Regions from separate parts of the Triticum aestivum genome. Here region 2 is linked to region 1. Evidence: chromatin contacts called from public Hi-C data. All regions are on one chromosome and are shown on one strand. The core of a region is the stretch at or near the end of the contact, and the rest is flanking DNA. Distances in the headings are between cores, read along the strand shown. Region 1 holds the start of LOC123122985 (kinesin-like protein KIN-8B). Region 2 overlaps LOC123122986 (leucine-rich repeat receptor-like serine/threonine-protein kinase BAM1).

Region 1 (6,973 bases), core at 2,400-4,899:
AAAAGCGCAAGGTACAAGCAAATTAACGTTAGAGAAAATGTTTATTTCCCCTTGTTTTTCTTTTTCTTTGGTAATCATTGTTTCACTCGGTGTCTGAATGGCGACAGGTCCACTAATGTTTCTCTTGACTAATTTAGCGCCTCTGATCCAGGAAATCAACGGGGAAATAAAACTGTACCGTTTTGCTCCGGTCGTACACCGAGACTGTAGCTGCTGGTGGTTTAAGAAAAGAGGTCGACGTGGCAACCGACATGGAAACAATTTTATAATGCAGAGACGGAACGCTGTTTTTCTTTCATTATATAATATATAAAAGATTAGCATGGTCAGTTCCAAAAAAATAATAGTGCTACTATAGACGATTAGCATGGCGATATCAAGGCTGACGGATTTGATGCTTCGATCTGATTAAATAGGCACGCGGTTGTGCATGCACGGATTGTCAACTTAATTTGCTTAATTTGCTCAATTAGTTGTACGTTACTGCTGCTTTTATACACCGTTCAAGGAGGGATGCACGCTACTGCTTAATTGAGTATACGGTCTTCTAATTGTTGCTTCTACAGTTGTATTGGAGAGTTATTACCATCAGTGTTTCATCGGATCATTTTCGCTGATAAGATATTCCTGTGTTTTGAGAGAAAAAACTTGTATACATTATTTTGAAATTTGAATTAACCCATCACTATCGAGGAAAATCTAGTAAGATCAACAAAAAAACTAACGATGCACATAAACTCTCTGAATTAGTCATAACATAGTGCGACTCCTTTCATGAACAAGAATGATGAAGTTTGTTGAACTCAACTATGCAAAATGCAAGGGTAACACCGTAAATTTGATGATTGCCATGGCTCACACCTATAGCGTGTTGCAAAACCAGAGATATGATAGTACCACATTGACCAAGAAACGACTAAACACTGCAAGAAAATTTAACGCTCACATTCGATGTAGTTGGATGAACTCAAGCACTTGTAGGAGTTTGACCTACACAAAAGCTCCTTAGCGACACCGAATAGGCTCCCGCTAGAAATCAAAGACCTTTATTTCAGGTACCATCGTTGCTTGCATACAATTGGAAAGACTTCTCTTTAAAAGAGTCATCTGGTCTATCAATAATATGTAACACAGTACAAAGTCCCCAAGACATAACAGAAATTACAACTATATTCATGGATCACCTAGCAATGACTAAGCATTGGGGCGAGTTGAAGGCGCGTCGTCGTTATCGCCCCTCTCTCACTGGAGCCAGATAAACTTGTTGTGGTAGCCCCTAAGGGGCAATCACATTAGAACAACAACCGTCACCGGTGATGAAAAGCATAGATCAAAAAAGCCATACCTCCAACACACCAATGACGACCGAGCAATTCTAGACAGATCCAGTGGAGAGAAATGTCGATCGGGTCCAAGAAGATCTATAGGAGGCACATCTCCACACACACCTCTATCAGTGTTAAGACACATTGTTGGAGTGGGGATAGAACAAGGAATAGGGACCTGACTCTAACCTTCGGACGCCATCGTCGCCACCTTGTCGTCTCGGCCATGACACTACAACTACTAAAGAAAGGACGAGATCCCTCGCGTTGCCGGAGGCTAGGGGCCGGCTCACCTCCAACTCCCATCGAAGGCAGGGCTGACAGGCGGCAACACCAATAAGGGGGGCTGGAAATTTTGATCTCATCAGAGCTGTGTGTGTGGGAAGAGGGCAACGTATAGCACAACATGCAAAGACTGTTTCATATATGAAGAGTGATATATTAATATTAAATCGATGTTGAATACATCATAACTACATATGACATAAAAGTATGCACCGCGCAAGAATCATCGGTCCTTTCCTATTACCGGTCATTGGCTAGGAGAGGAGAGAAGCTTAGCCGCTAGCACTTAGAGTCGGTGGTAGGATGTCACACTCATGTACCTTGAAACAGGCTTTAGCCTCACTTTACATAAACAAATTGAATGGCCAAGCCGATACAAGATGGTGAGGAAAATCCTCTTACATACTAGCAAATCAAAATAAAACGACACCCAAGAGAGTAGCGAGAATTCCACCAACTCAACACCGAGCGAGATAACAGGAGCAGCCACAAGGCAACTAAGGCTACCGAACATGAACGACGTCATGCCTCCTGAGGAAACTATCGGACACCGCTATACCACACACATCAAGTTATTGTCGAAGAGGGATGCCTAACCTCTTGTTTCTGGCCGCGGAGCGCCGGCCCTACAAGTGGACAGAAAAAACCGAGAGCGCTCGCAATGATGACATGTGTCAGAGCTAAATCCGACAGATTCCTCAGTAGGTATCCCGTCTAGGCGATTGGGTTGGATGGTAACAAGAGGCAAGGTTTTGCCCAGGTTGGGCTCTCATGATGGAGATAATCCTGTAATCCTACTTGTGTACATCGCGATTGTAAAGTACAGGTGAATACCAAGGATTGTAATGTGTCTATCGACGAGCCCAACCTCTAGCTTATATAGCATAAGGGGGTGTTAGGGCTATAAATCCTAATCAGCTACGTCGGTGGAGATAGAGTCCTCCGCGGCTTCATTTTCTTTGGCTTGTATATTAAGTCTTTCGGAGTCTTCGTATAGGAACCGACCTAGGGTCCTCAGCCTGGCACCGACATGGTGTAGAAGATATGAGACCAACGAAGGCGCCTCACGTCAGAGTTAAGAGGCTTCTTGTTAGATTAGAGCACGTTAGAAGGCATCGACGCGCTGCAACCAGATGGCGCCTGAGCTCCTCGACGAGGCCCTCAAGAGGGTGGCGACACAATGCGCCATTGGCATCGAGCTCAATATGACATACTAGGGTTTTCATCTGGAGCCTTAACACAAAGAGGAAACCTACAATGGTGCCCACAAGGAAAAACGACACCCACATGCATCACCGTTACCGGTGCGACAGCGCAGAGCTTTCGCTCGGATCGTTGCCCGTGCTACACGAGGTACCATGATCTTCAAACCAGTCAGAAGGGAGGACTGCCTCCAAAATCGCGATCAGGGAGCCGCCACCGCCCCACGACGCACCAGAATCACTGGTCTCGTCGCCTTTCCCCTTGCCACCCACATAGCTAAGACGAGATCGACCACGGCCGTAACGACGCTCGCCGCAGAGCCAACCGCGCAGCCTCGCCTCGCCACCCATGGCCGCCGCCCCGACACCCAAACTAAAAGGCGCACCATCACCCACCGGCCGTGCACCATAGGTGAGCTCCCCCACTCTAGCTAGCATCGCACTGTTCCGCATCGTGCGTCGAGCTGGACCAGAATGCCTTTCGCCATTCGTGCACATCGACCCTTTGTTCATCCCGTTTTGTTGCATCGCGTACGCACGCACGCACACAGTGGCCTCCAGGATTAGGTTTGCACGAGACGAGAGCGCCCCGACGAAGCGAGAGACCTGGCAGGCGGGCAGGGAAAGGATAGGGAGGGGCGCGCTGAGCTGTGCGGCGGTGTGCAGGACTGTACCGCAGGTACGGCGTCGTGTACCGGCCCGGCCCGGACGGAGGCGCAGGCGCAAGAGGCATCGGACCGTTGGGTGGGGCCCAGCTAGGCGAGGGCGAGGCCCACCCCCACCCCCCTCTCCTCTCCCCTTCCGTTCCGTGTCGCCTTCTCCAGCTGCCGCCGATTAATTATTCTCCCCCCATTAAACCACCACCTCCACCTCCGCCTCCGCCTCCTCCTCCTCCCACGCCCCGCTTCATCTAACCCCCTCCCCTGAATCCGCTTCGTACGCCTGCCTGCGGCCTCGTCGTGCCACCCACCAAACCATACACACGCACACGCACACGCGCTCGGGCTGCCATTTTTTCCTGTGGATGGAGTAACCGCTGTTCCTTCCTTCTCCGGGCGCGGCGATTTCGGGAGCGTTGGGCACGGCTCCGCGGGGTCGCATTTTGGCGGAGGGAGCCGGCCTCCGGCGGCATTTCCCCTCGACTCCTCCGGCATTCGGCCGTGTTGGCCGGCGGCGGCAGGGTTGGTTTGGTTGTGGACCGGTGAGCAGGAGGCCACTGCAGCAGCGGTAGCGGGCTCCTTTTCGCGGGGCCCCTTTTCGCCGCCGCCGCGGCAGCTGGTGGTGGTGCTGGTGCGGTGGGGATGCGCCTTGCCTTTTTGCCGCCCCCGTCCCCGTGTGGCGTGATTCCGAAGGGTCGTGGGCGTGGGCGCGGCCGCGTTGGCTTGTGCTAGATTAGCACCGCATCTTCTGGGCGAAGGAACGGAGGGAGGTCGGCTGGGGGCCAAGCCCCAAAAGGAAGGTTCCGCGCAATGCCCACCATCCGGGCTCCGGCTTCCAGGCAGACGGCCACGCTGCAGGTAGTAGCACATCCTCCCCACTAATCCACTGCGATTTAACTGCACTTCTGTTCCATTGCTTAATCACTCTGTTGCTTCGCGCGCGCGCGTGTGTGATCCTGCTGTGTCTATTTGCAGGTGGCCGTCAAGTGCAGGCCACTGACCGACAACGAGCGCCGGCGCTCGCGGCACATCATACAAGTCATTGATGACAAGGTAAACATTCAGAGACCTGGCTTGATTTGGCTGGGCCATGAACTAGTAGCTTTTGTCATGGGTGGTTCAATTTTGCCATTGATGGTAATGGTAATATTGCTATTGGGTAATGGTGTTGTGCTTGTATGTTTCTCCAGAATGTGGCTGTGTTGGACCCTGATATCTCCAAGGGCTACCTGGACCTCATCCAGAACCGGACCAAGGAGAAAAGATACAGCTTCGATCACGTGTACGCGCCTGGATGCTCCAACACGGTACGCAAGCTTATGTAGCTCATTAGCTTGTGCTGCTCTAACCTTGAATTGCTTGGCTTGCTTTCGACAATGGGCTCATATGCTGATTACAGTAAGTGTCTTAAATCTGCACTGAAGCTTGGGAGTTCCTAGATTGGTCATGCCTTGCATTTTAGGAAATGATACTCCAGAAAGCGAAACCACAACCAACCCCTTTGGTTTATTAATTGCCAAAACTAGGAGTTGCTCATGCTTTGGATAGCTGCAGGTTGTAACAATACTATTGGCATGTGCAAAACGCCAATTCAGTCTGGAGCAAACAAATCCTTGGCTGTATTTGTTACTGTTAGGTATGCTACCTAACGCGTATACATCTGGTTTCAGGGAAAAGGACTCTAGTTTAGAGAAATAATTTCCAAAACTCATTTTTGTTTTTTTATCAGAGCCCTGGACATTTGTTGAACTTTATCTTCATCACTTACCCTGTAAAGTGTAAACTGTAATTAAGTGCAACTAGCTGGGCGACCGTTTGTTATCCACGGCCTTCGTAGTTCGTCTACAGTGGCTCTCCCTGATACGGTTGCACTAGTCCGCTCTACAACCGTGTTATTAAGTTCTAACCCAGTACCACTTGTTTCTGCTCCGTCGTCACCCCTTTTTGAGAAAAAAAAACTTGTTTCTGCTGTGTTAATGTTTGAAAAATCTGTAGGTTAGTTGTAGTCACTGCGTTTATTTTGAGATTTTTGTGTGACAATTTGTTGTGTCCTGCAACTGGGAGATCATGCGAGCACCTAGTTGCTGGAAGTTATTGGATACATAACTAGTCCTACTTATGAGCTGGTCTGAGTCCAGGCTATAAACCCCTAGCAGCTTATCATGACAAACATGTGTATGTATTAATAACTCATAAAGCCAAACAGATCTGTCAGCAATGTTTAAATCACTATTAGAACTTGATTTCATGTGAATACTATTTTTGATTTGTTTTAACAAGTCGTGTAACATCATACATCATGTTGAAAAAGTTAATGCTGTATTGCTGGACCTTGTCAGAATCATTCTTGTAAAAAAACGTTACATAAAATGTTTAAGCAATCAAAGTTCTATGATCAGGCCATGTTACACAGGTATACATAGATGCTGGAAACGTGTATATACGTAGTCAAATCTCCTGCCCGGCTAGATACTAAAACAAATGTGCTTTTATTAACAAATAGTCTTATTTGTTCAAACATATAGCTGTATTTTCTGTACAACTATAACAGCTCAACAACTCTAAACATAGCTGACGAAGTTCCACTGTTTTGATGACCTGCAAATACTCTATAGATTTATTTATTTGCCGTTAATGTGGGATTTTTTATCCCTACTGTAACAGTATGTAATAGGTTGGACTAAGAGCATTTCCAACAGCAGACCAAAATTTGGTGACCAAAACTCAGTTTAGGGGTGGAGAGAGAAGGTTTTTGGTCACCAGAAAATCTTGTGCTTTTCAAGCAGACCAAAATTTTGAGAAGCACACGAAACATGACGATCTGACGGCGGGGATGCTGGGGAGGCGGGGAGGAACTCGGCGGGGACGGCAAAAATGATGGCAGGATCCGGCGGTGTGGAAGTTTGGGGACGGCGACGTGGTGCTTGGGATCGGCTGCGGGAGCTCGGGGACAGGGGCGGTGGCGGATCTGACGTTTGGAGCACGGTGGGACGGGCGGAATTGGGCGGGGCGGGCGGGCGCGGCTCAGGATGGCCCTGGGAGTGGTGGCAGGGCTCAGGGTGAGACGGCGCGGCGGCGGTTGGGTCCCCGCTGCAGCAGTTTTGGTTTTTAGTCAAATCACTTGTAGCAATATTTTGGTAAGGACCAAAAAAAAAAAACGGTCGCCATATAGGTATTGGTCTGCTGTTGGAGCCCTTTTTTTGGCCCCAAAAGACCAAAAAAATTAACAGTTTTTGTGTCATGGCTGTGTTTTTTGGTCTGCTGTTGGAGATGTCCTAACTGATACAGTACATATGTACATACATATAAGTTATTACCCCTTTCCACATGTAATTATTTTATCTATTACATTATTTTGTGAGTACTGTGTTTCAACACAACCCAGCAAGTTCAGTACTCTAAAATGCATTTATCTGCAAACTGATGCTAATATGTTTGTCTTGATACTAGATCTTATGGGTTTCAGCTCTAGCGTGCCCCAACTTGTTAGGGAACTGAAGGC
Region 2 (6,964 bases), core at 3,261-5,760, 130 kb after region 1:
CCGCGGCCTCCGCGTGCTCGACCTCTACAACAACAACCTCACCAGCCCGCTCCCGCTCGAGGTCGCGCAGATGCCCATGCTCCGCCACCTGCACCTCGGCGGCAACTTCTTCTCCGGCGAGATTCCCCCCGAGTACGGCCGGTGGACGCGGCTGCAGTACCTCGCGCTCTCCGGCAACGAGCTGTCCGGGAGGATACCGCCGGAGCTCGGGAACCTTACCAGCCTCAGGGAGCTCTACATTGGCTACTACAACGCCTACTCCGGTGGGGTCCCGCCGGAGCTCGGCAACCTCACCGACCTCGTGCGCCTCGACGCCGCCAACTGCGGCCTCTCCGGGAAGATCCCGCCCGAGCTCGGCAGGCTGCAGAAACTCGACACCCTGTTCCTGCAGGTGAACGGCCTCACCGGCGCCATACCGTCGGAGCTGGGCAACCTGCAGAGCCTCAGCTCCTTGGACCTGTCCAACAATGCGCTCGCCGGCGAGATACCGCCCAGCTTCTCCCAGCTCAAGAACATGACGCTGCTCAACCTGTTCCGGAACAAGCTGCGCGGCGACATCCCCGACTTCGTCGGCGACCTGCCAAGCCTCGAGGTGCTGCAGCTCTGGGAGAACAACTTCACCGGCAGCGTGCCCCGCCGCCTCGGCGCCAACAAGCGCCTCCAGCTGGTCGACCTCTCCTCCAACAGGCTCACCGGCACGCTGCCGCCGGACCTCTGCGCCGGGGGCAAGCTGCACACGCTCATCGCCCTCGGCAACTCCTTGTTCGGCTCCATCCCTGACTCCCTCGGCCAGTGCAAGTCCTTGAGCCGTATTCGTCTGGGAGAGAACTACTTGAACGGCTCCATTCCCAAGGGGCTCTTCGAGTTGCAGAAGCTCACTCAGGTCGAGCTGCAAGACAACCTCCTCACCGGCGACTTCCCTGCTGTGGTCGGCGCTGCGGCGCCTAATCTGGGGGAGATCAACCTGTCCAACAATCAGCTCACCGGTGCATTGCCGGCATCCATTGGAAACTTCTCTGGTGTTCAGAAGCTGCTGCTTGATCGCAACTCGTTCTCCGGCGCGTTGCCTGCCGAGGTTGGGCGGCTGCAGGAGCTCTCCAAGGCTGACCTTAGCGGCAATGCGATCGAGGGAGGTGTGCCGCCGGAGATTGGGAAATGCCGGCTGCTCACTTACTTGGACTTGAGCCGGAACAACCTCTCTGGGAGGATACCTCCGGCCATCTCTGGAATGAGGATACTGAACTACCTCAACTTGTCCAAGAACCACCTTGATGGAGAGATACCTCCATCCATCTCCACAATGCAGAGCTTGACGGCGGTCGACTTCTCTTACAACAACTTGTCCGGGCTCGTCCCAGGGACCGGCCAGTTCAGCTACTTCAATGCCACATCTTTCGTTGGCAATCCAAACCTGTGTGGACCATACCTTGGTCCATGCCGCCCTGGCATTGCTGATGCTGGTCACACCAACCATGGCCATGGAGGGCTGTCTAGCACCATCAAGCTGCTCATTGTGCTAGGCTTGCTTCTGTGCTCCATTATATTTGCTACCGCGGCAATTCTGAAGGCGCGGTCGTTGAAGAAAGCCAGTGATGCACGGATGTGGAAACTCACTGCATTCCAGCGCCTTGATTTCACCTGTGATGATGTGCTGGACTCCCTGAAAGAGGAGAACATTATTGGCAAAGGCGGGGCTGGAACTGTGTACAAGGGATCAATGCCCAATGGTGATCATGTGGCCGTGAAGAGGCTCTCTGCAATGGTCCGTGGCTCATCACATGATCATGGATTCTCAGCGGAGATACAAACACTTGGGAGGATTCGGCATCGCCATATTGTGCGCCTGCTAGGCTTCTGCTCAAACAATGAGACCAACCTGCTGGTGTATGAGTATATGCCCAATGGTAGTCTCGGGGAGCTTCTCCATGGCAAGAAGGGCGAACACCTGCACTGGGATACTCGGTACAAGATTGCAATTGAAGCTGCCAAGGGGCTGTGCTACCTGCACCATGATTGTTCACCGCTGATACTTCACCGTGATGTCAAGTCGAACAATATACTTCTTGACTCTGACTTTGAAGCTCATGTGGCCGACTTTGGGCTGGCGAAATTCTTGCAGGACACCGGCGCATCAGAATGCATGTCCGCCATTGCTGGTTCATATGGCTACATTGCTCCAGGTATTGAAACATGTATTCCTTCAATTAATTTTGGTCTGACTATTCTCAAGATGCACATATAATACCGATTTTCATAAATAGTTTAATCTTTATTACATAGCAACCGTTCACTGTTATGACTTCACTGCAGAATTATAGTATTGTTGATAAGTTACAAGAGTTTCCTTATGAAGCCCAATCATGTACGTAGATTGTATCACGATGTAGTTATTAAATTGAGACATTGAGTCATTCTTTTGTTAGTTCTGAATGTCATCTGTTTGCTGTTTGCTTATTACATACAACTGTTTGCTGTTACGAATTTATTACAGACCAATAGTAGTGTTGATAACTTATAAGAGTTTCCTTCTAAAGCCCAATCATTCAGATTGTATCAAGATGTAGTTACTAAATTGAAACATTGAGGCATTCTTTTATTAGTCCTGAACGACATCTGTAAACCTACTGTCTTTGTTAGAACCTCCTCACTACAGTTTAGTCCATAAGAGGCTATTGATTCATGAAAACACGCACTCCCTGTGTATATTTAGGTTCAGTTACTTCAATTCTATGTCTTCTACTCTAACCTGATGTTTCTCTAGCTGCCAAGGAACATAAACCTATTACTTTCTAACTAACCAGTCTCACATTGCTCTGTTATCTGTGGCTTTCCAGAATATGCATACACCCTCAAGGTCGACGAGAAGAGCGATGTCTACAGCTTCGGAGTGGTGCTTCTTGAGCTCGTGACCGGGCGGAAACCTGTAGGGGAGTTCGGGGACGGCGTCGACATTGTCCAGTGGGTCAAGATGATGACAGGGCCAAACAAGGAGCAAGTGATGAAGATCCTGGACCCGAGGCTGTCGACCGTGCCGGTGCACGAGGTGATGCACGTCTTCTACGTCGCATTGCTGTGCACGGAGGAGCACAGCGTGCAGCGCCCGACGATGCGGGAGGTCGTGCAGATCCTCAGTGAGCTCCCAAAGCCAGCTGCCAATCAAGGTGATGAAGAAGAGCTTCCCCTCTCCGGCGAAGGTCCTGAGTCCAACCCTCCTGCCCCAACCAGTTCCACCGAAGCTCCGACCGGCAAGCCGAAAGATCAGCAGCCGCAGCAGCAGCACACGAGCTCGGAGTCGTCGCCTCCTCCTGATCTCATCAGCATCTGATCATCCAAGTCCACCAGTCGCGAAAGCATGTGGGCTTCGATCGTGCAAGCAAGCATAGGCCTGAATCTAGGGTTTGTTGAGTGGGAGACTTTGTTGCTGTTGTGCTGTACATATCCAAGCTGCTTTGGTGGTGGGGCGTCCAAGAGCTTCCAGTTTGGTGTGTGTGTGTGTGTGTGTGTGTGTGTTTGGTACTTTGCTTTGCTGCTTGTAGCCGTAGGGATTATGTGGTAGTGGAGCTTTTCATGATCTTTCCTTGTGCAATGTAGTAGTAGTAGCATCAGTAGCCATCTATCTAAATGTCAAGCTCCTCTGCTGTCCAGCATGAGAATCTGAAAAATCTTTGTTGTGGAACCATGGTCCTCACTATTTAAAGTGGCTTCTGTTGATCTGCAAATGTTTGCAGTAGGAGTACCGCTTCACCACCGATGCTGCTAAGAAAAGCGCTCTCTGCCTTGTGGAGAAAATGATAATTGCAAAGCGCTTTTGTGCTGCCAAAGCGTTCGATTGATGCTGCTCCCTTTTTGACTTTGTTTGACAATCAAAGAATTCTTGTTGATCCGAGGCCAAGCCGGTTCACGAATGTCAAACGATGCTTTGCCCTCGGCGTAACGCCAAGCAGCAGCATCTGATCAGATCAGATCAGCACTAGTGAGTGCACCAGTAGAGTCTAAACTCTAAACTAATGTCAGGCGATTCGCTGCCTGAGGCCCCATCTAATGATGATCGATCGATGATGATGGTGATGCGCCTCGGCGACCCCCTGACCCTGTGGGGATGGGGGGTTAATCATGCCGCACCGGCGCACGGCCGCTGCGACGTCGTCAGGCCGGATGATGGTTGATGGGGGCACGCACCGGCGCCGCCGTGGAACGGGACGGCGTGCCTTTCCGCGGCCCCTCTCCCTCGTCTCCTCGCTCCCCTGATCTCATCTCATCTCATCTACCCTGCTTTTGCTCCGGTGCACGCCCAACGGGAAATCAATCTAGGGGCGTCTATGGAGTTTATCTACGTACCGTGCCCTCGTCCTCGGCCTCCGTCGCGCCTCAAGGAAGATGATACTGTGCCAGGACCCAGGAGGCAGCAAAAGGAGCGTGAGATTAGGTGGACAGTGCGATGGATGGTGCATTTGTACCGGGTCACTGTTGCCGTTTTGTTCGGCCCCGTCCCGTTGGATGCATGCATGCGTCCAAAGAGAATGGTCACATCCACAACCAGACGCGACGCGAGGACGGCACTCCAATCTGGATCGCACGCTGTGCCTGTTTGTGTTGGCCACTCCTGACTCCCGAGTCCTGCCCATTCATCCGATTATTGGTGTGGCCTCAGCCTCACATAAACTAAGGCCAACTCCAGCACGCGACCCCATCCCGGCCGTCCTAATTCGTTCAGGATAGAACGGACGAATAGCGTGGCGCAGCCACAAACAGGTAAATGTTCGGTTTTCATCTGTTTTTGATCCATTTCTGGTTCAAATTTGCGCCGCGTTTGGGGTGAACGGACATCGCGCGAACGGGATGGACGCACGCCCTTGTCCTCCCCATGACCCGCCTCGGGGACACTAGCACTCCATTCGCCTCCAATGCCTCCATCTGCTCTCCCCCACCCCACCTCGCCGCCGGCGCCGCCTCCTCACTGCTCACCCCCCGGCCGTCCATACCAAACCATGTCTCGACATGGCCGCCATCACGCCCGCGCTTTCGTAGGAGTTTTGGCCGTCGCCGTCGTAGCCGGTGTCAGAGGGAATACGACAGCTGGCGACGGCTATGGACCATGACAGCTTCCGTCGGGTGCTCCAGAGCGGCCAGTAGCCGGCTGCCAACCACCCCTGCTGCATCGAGGTGCTCAAGAGAGTGCTAGAAAGGATATGGAACATGCTTTTGGTGTGCTTCAATCCCGATGGGGTATCGTTCAAAACCCTGCACTCACATGGGATGAAGGAAAGCTTTGGGAGGTGATGACTGCTTGTGTGATCATGTACAACATGATCGTCGAGGATGAGCGTGATAACAGCATCTTCGACCAAGGATTTGATTTTCAAGGTGAAAATGTTGAGCCCCTGCATCAAGAACCGGCCATGTTTGAACAGTTTGCCCAATTTCATCGTAAAATGCGTAATCGACACACTCATTTGGATCTTCAAAATGACTTGGTTGAGCACATGTGGAATCACATTGGCAACCAATAGATGTATTGGTTCATTATGTTCATTCAAGACAACTTCAATTTGGTTGTAAAACTATTTTATTAGAGATAATTTAGATTGGGTTGTAAAACTATTTTTATTTGAGACAATTAATATTTGGACGTGCAAACTAGTTTTGAACATTGAAATATGAATATATATGGTCATTTTTTGCCGTGGCGGACAGGATGGGGCCAACGGATGCGTCCGCGCGTTGGGCGCACGGCCACCGCATCCCAGGAAAGGCCCGGACACGATCCCATTGCCCTACCCAAACGGATAGAATCCAGGCTAAACAGACGTCCGTTTGGGGTCGTGCGCGCCTAAGAGCAACTCTAGCAGACCCGCATCCCGCGGGCCCGCAAAACGCTTTGCAGTTTGCGGAAAACGGCCTTTGCGGGCCGGTGCGGACAACATAGACTAAAACAACATAGGCGGCACACAGGCTCGCGGCGAATGCATCTAACACTAACAAGCAAGCCTACATCAGTCCCAAGAGGTACTGTGGAGGTAGGTGTAGCCTGAAAGCTGGTAGTGTCGCATCGGGAACTCCACGTTAGCAACCTGGGGTCCGCGAATACTCTGGTGCAGAACCTGACGCTCAGGTGGCAGAAGAGGTCCAAGTGCGGGAGAGTGGCCTCCCACATCTGGCCAGCCAACACCCTGGGGCATCACAGTCCTGGCTGGGTAGATCGCAGAACGGGGCAGCTCCCTAGATCGGAAAAGGGGTGTAACAGCGTCAGAGCACGGTAAAGGTGCTGAAGGGTGGTGTACAAATCATGGCGAAGAGCTCGGTTAGCTCGATCCAGCCCATCAACATGCAGAACCAGGTTCTGATGGTAGAAGGGCTCTCGGGTGACAGTGGAGTAGGCAGCAGTATAGTATCCCTCCGCACCAACATCAGATGCGATAGCAATGTGCCTGAAAGGGGAGGTGTCCAACTCCCGATACTCTCCACGAAGACGTGTCAGAGCAGCATAGGCAGCATCGTGGACAGCCATATCGATGGTCACTCCAACACCATGAGCGGTGTGCAGCACAGTAGTGGAGTCATACTCCCGCGAGTAGAGGTGGACGATGGCACGGTACTGCTCCTGGTTAAAGTCCTGGTACTCCTCGTAGACGGTGTACTCAGGGTGCCAGCGATAACCCAGATAGGTCATCATCTCAGCTAGCACAGCAGGTGATCCCGAGGCACCAATGGCGGTCGTGTGACGCACGACCTGCCTCGTGGGTTCCATCTGAAAGCAAAGACGTTTCAACGGAGTCAAATGACAGTGTGTGGATTGTTCAAAATACTATTCTAAGAAACAACTATGGCTTATCCAACTTTGGGGTGAATGCGGTCACGGGATCCTAGTGTTAGAGTTAGCAAATTCGTTTAACCCGAGTAGAAGAGAGTTCAGAGTCCCAGAGTAAAGGTCGAGGAGTAAAAGATCCTAGTACCACCCAATGGC

Evidence for each region. Hi-C and Micro-C count contacts between places; a contact is called where the count stands out from the background.
Region 2: a Hi-C map of leaf shows a contact between it and region 1, with 3 times the contacts expected there. The contact joins the enhancer-like site here to the promoter of LOC123122985 in region 1. A contact is called at or near these places in 2 of 5 Hi-C or Micro-C datasets (leaf and an unstated tissue).

What each region holds. Positions count from the first base shown.
Region 1 is chr5D:482,276,397-482,283,369 of IWGSC CS RefSeq v2.1, forward strand. LOC123122985 (kinesin-like protein KIN-8B) reads left to right here and starts at 3,650. Exons shown (of 16, transcript XM_044543375.1): 1 at 3,650-4,329; 2 at 4,447-4,524; 3 at 4,662-4,778. The coding sequence starts at 4,282.
Region 2 is chr5D:482,408,446-482,415,409 of IWGSC CS RefSeq v2.1, forward strand. It overlaps LOC123122986 (leucine-rich repeat receptor-like serine/threonine-protein kinase BAM1), which reads left to right. Exons shown (of 2, transcript XM_044543377.1): 1 at 1-2,180; 2 at 2,835-3,719. The coding sequence ends at 3,325. Among protein-coding and RNA genes, the nearest start is that of LOC123122986, 4.2 kb to the left of the region's middle. Within about 2 kb of position 4,511, at least 3 of the 8 cell types and tissues checked have an H3K27ac peak or open chromatin away from gene starts, as enhancers often do. A contact at or near this core is called in leaf, where this site is marked.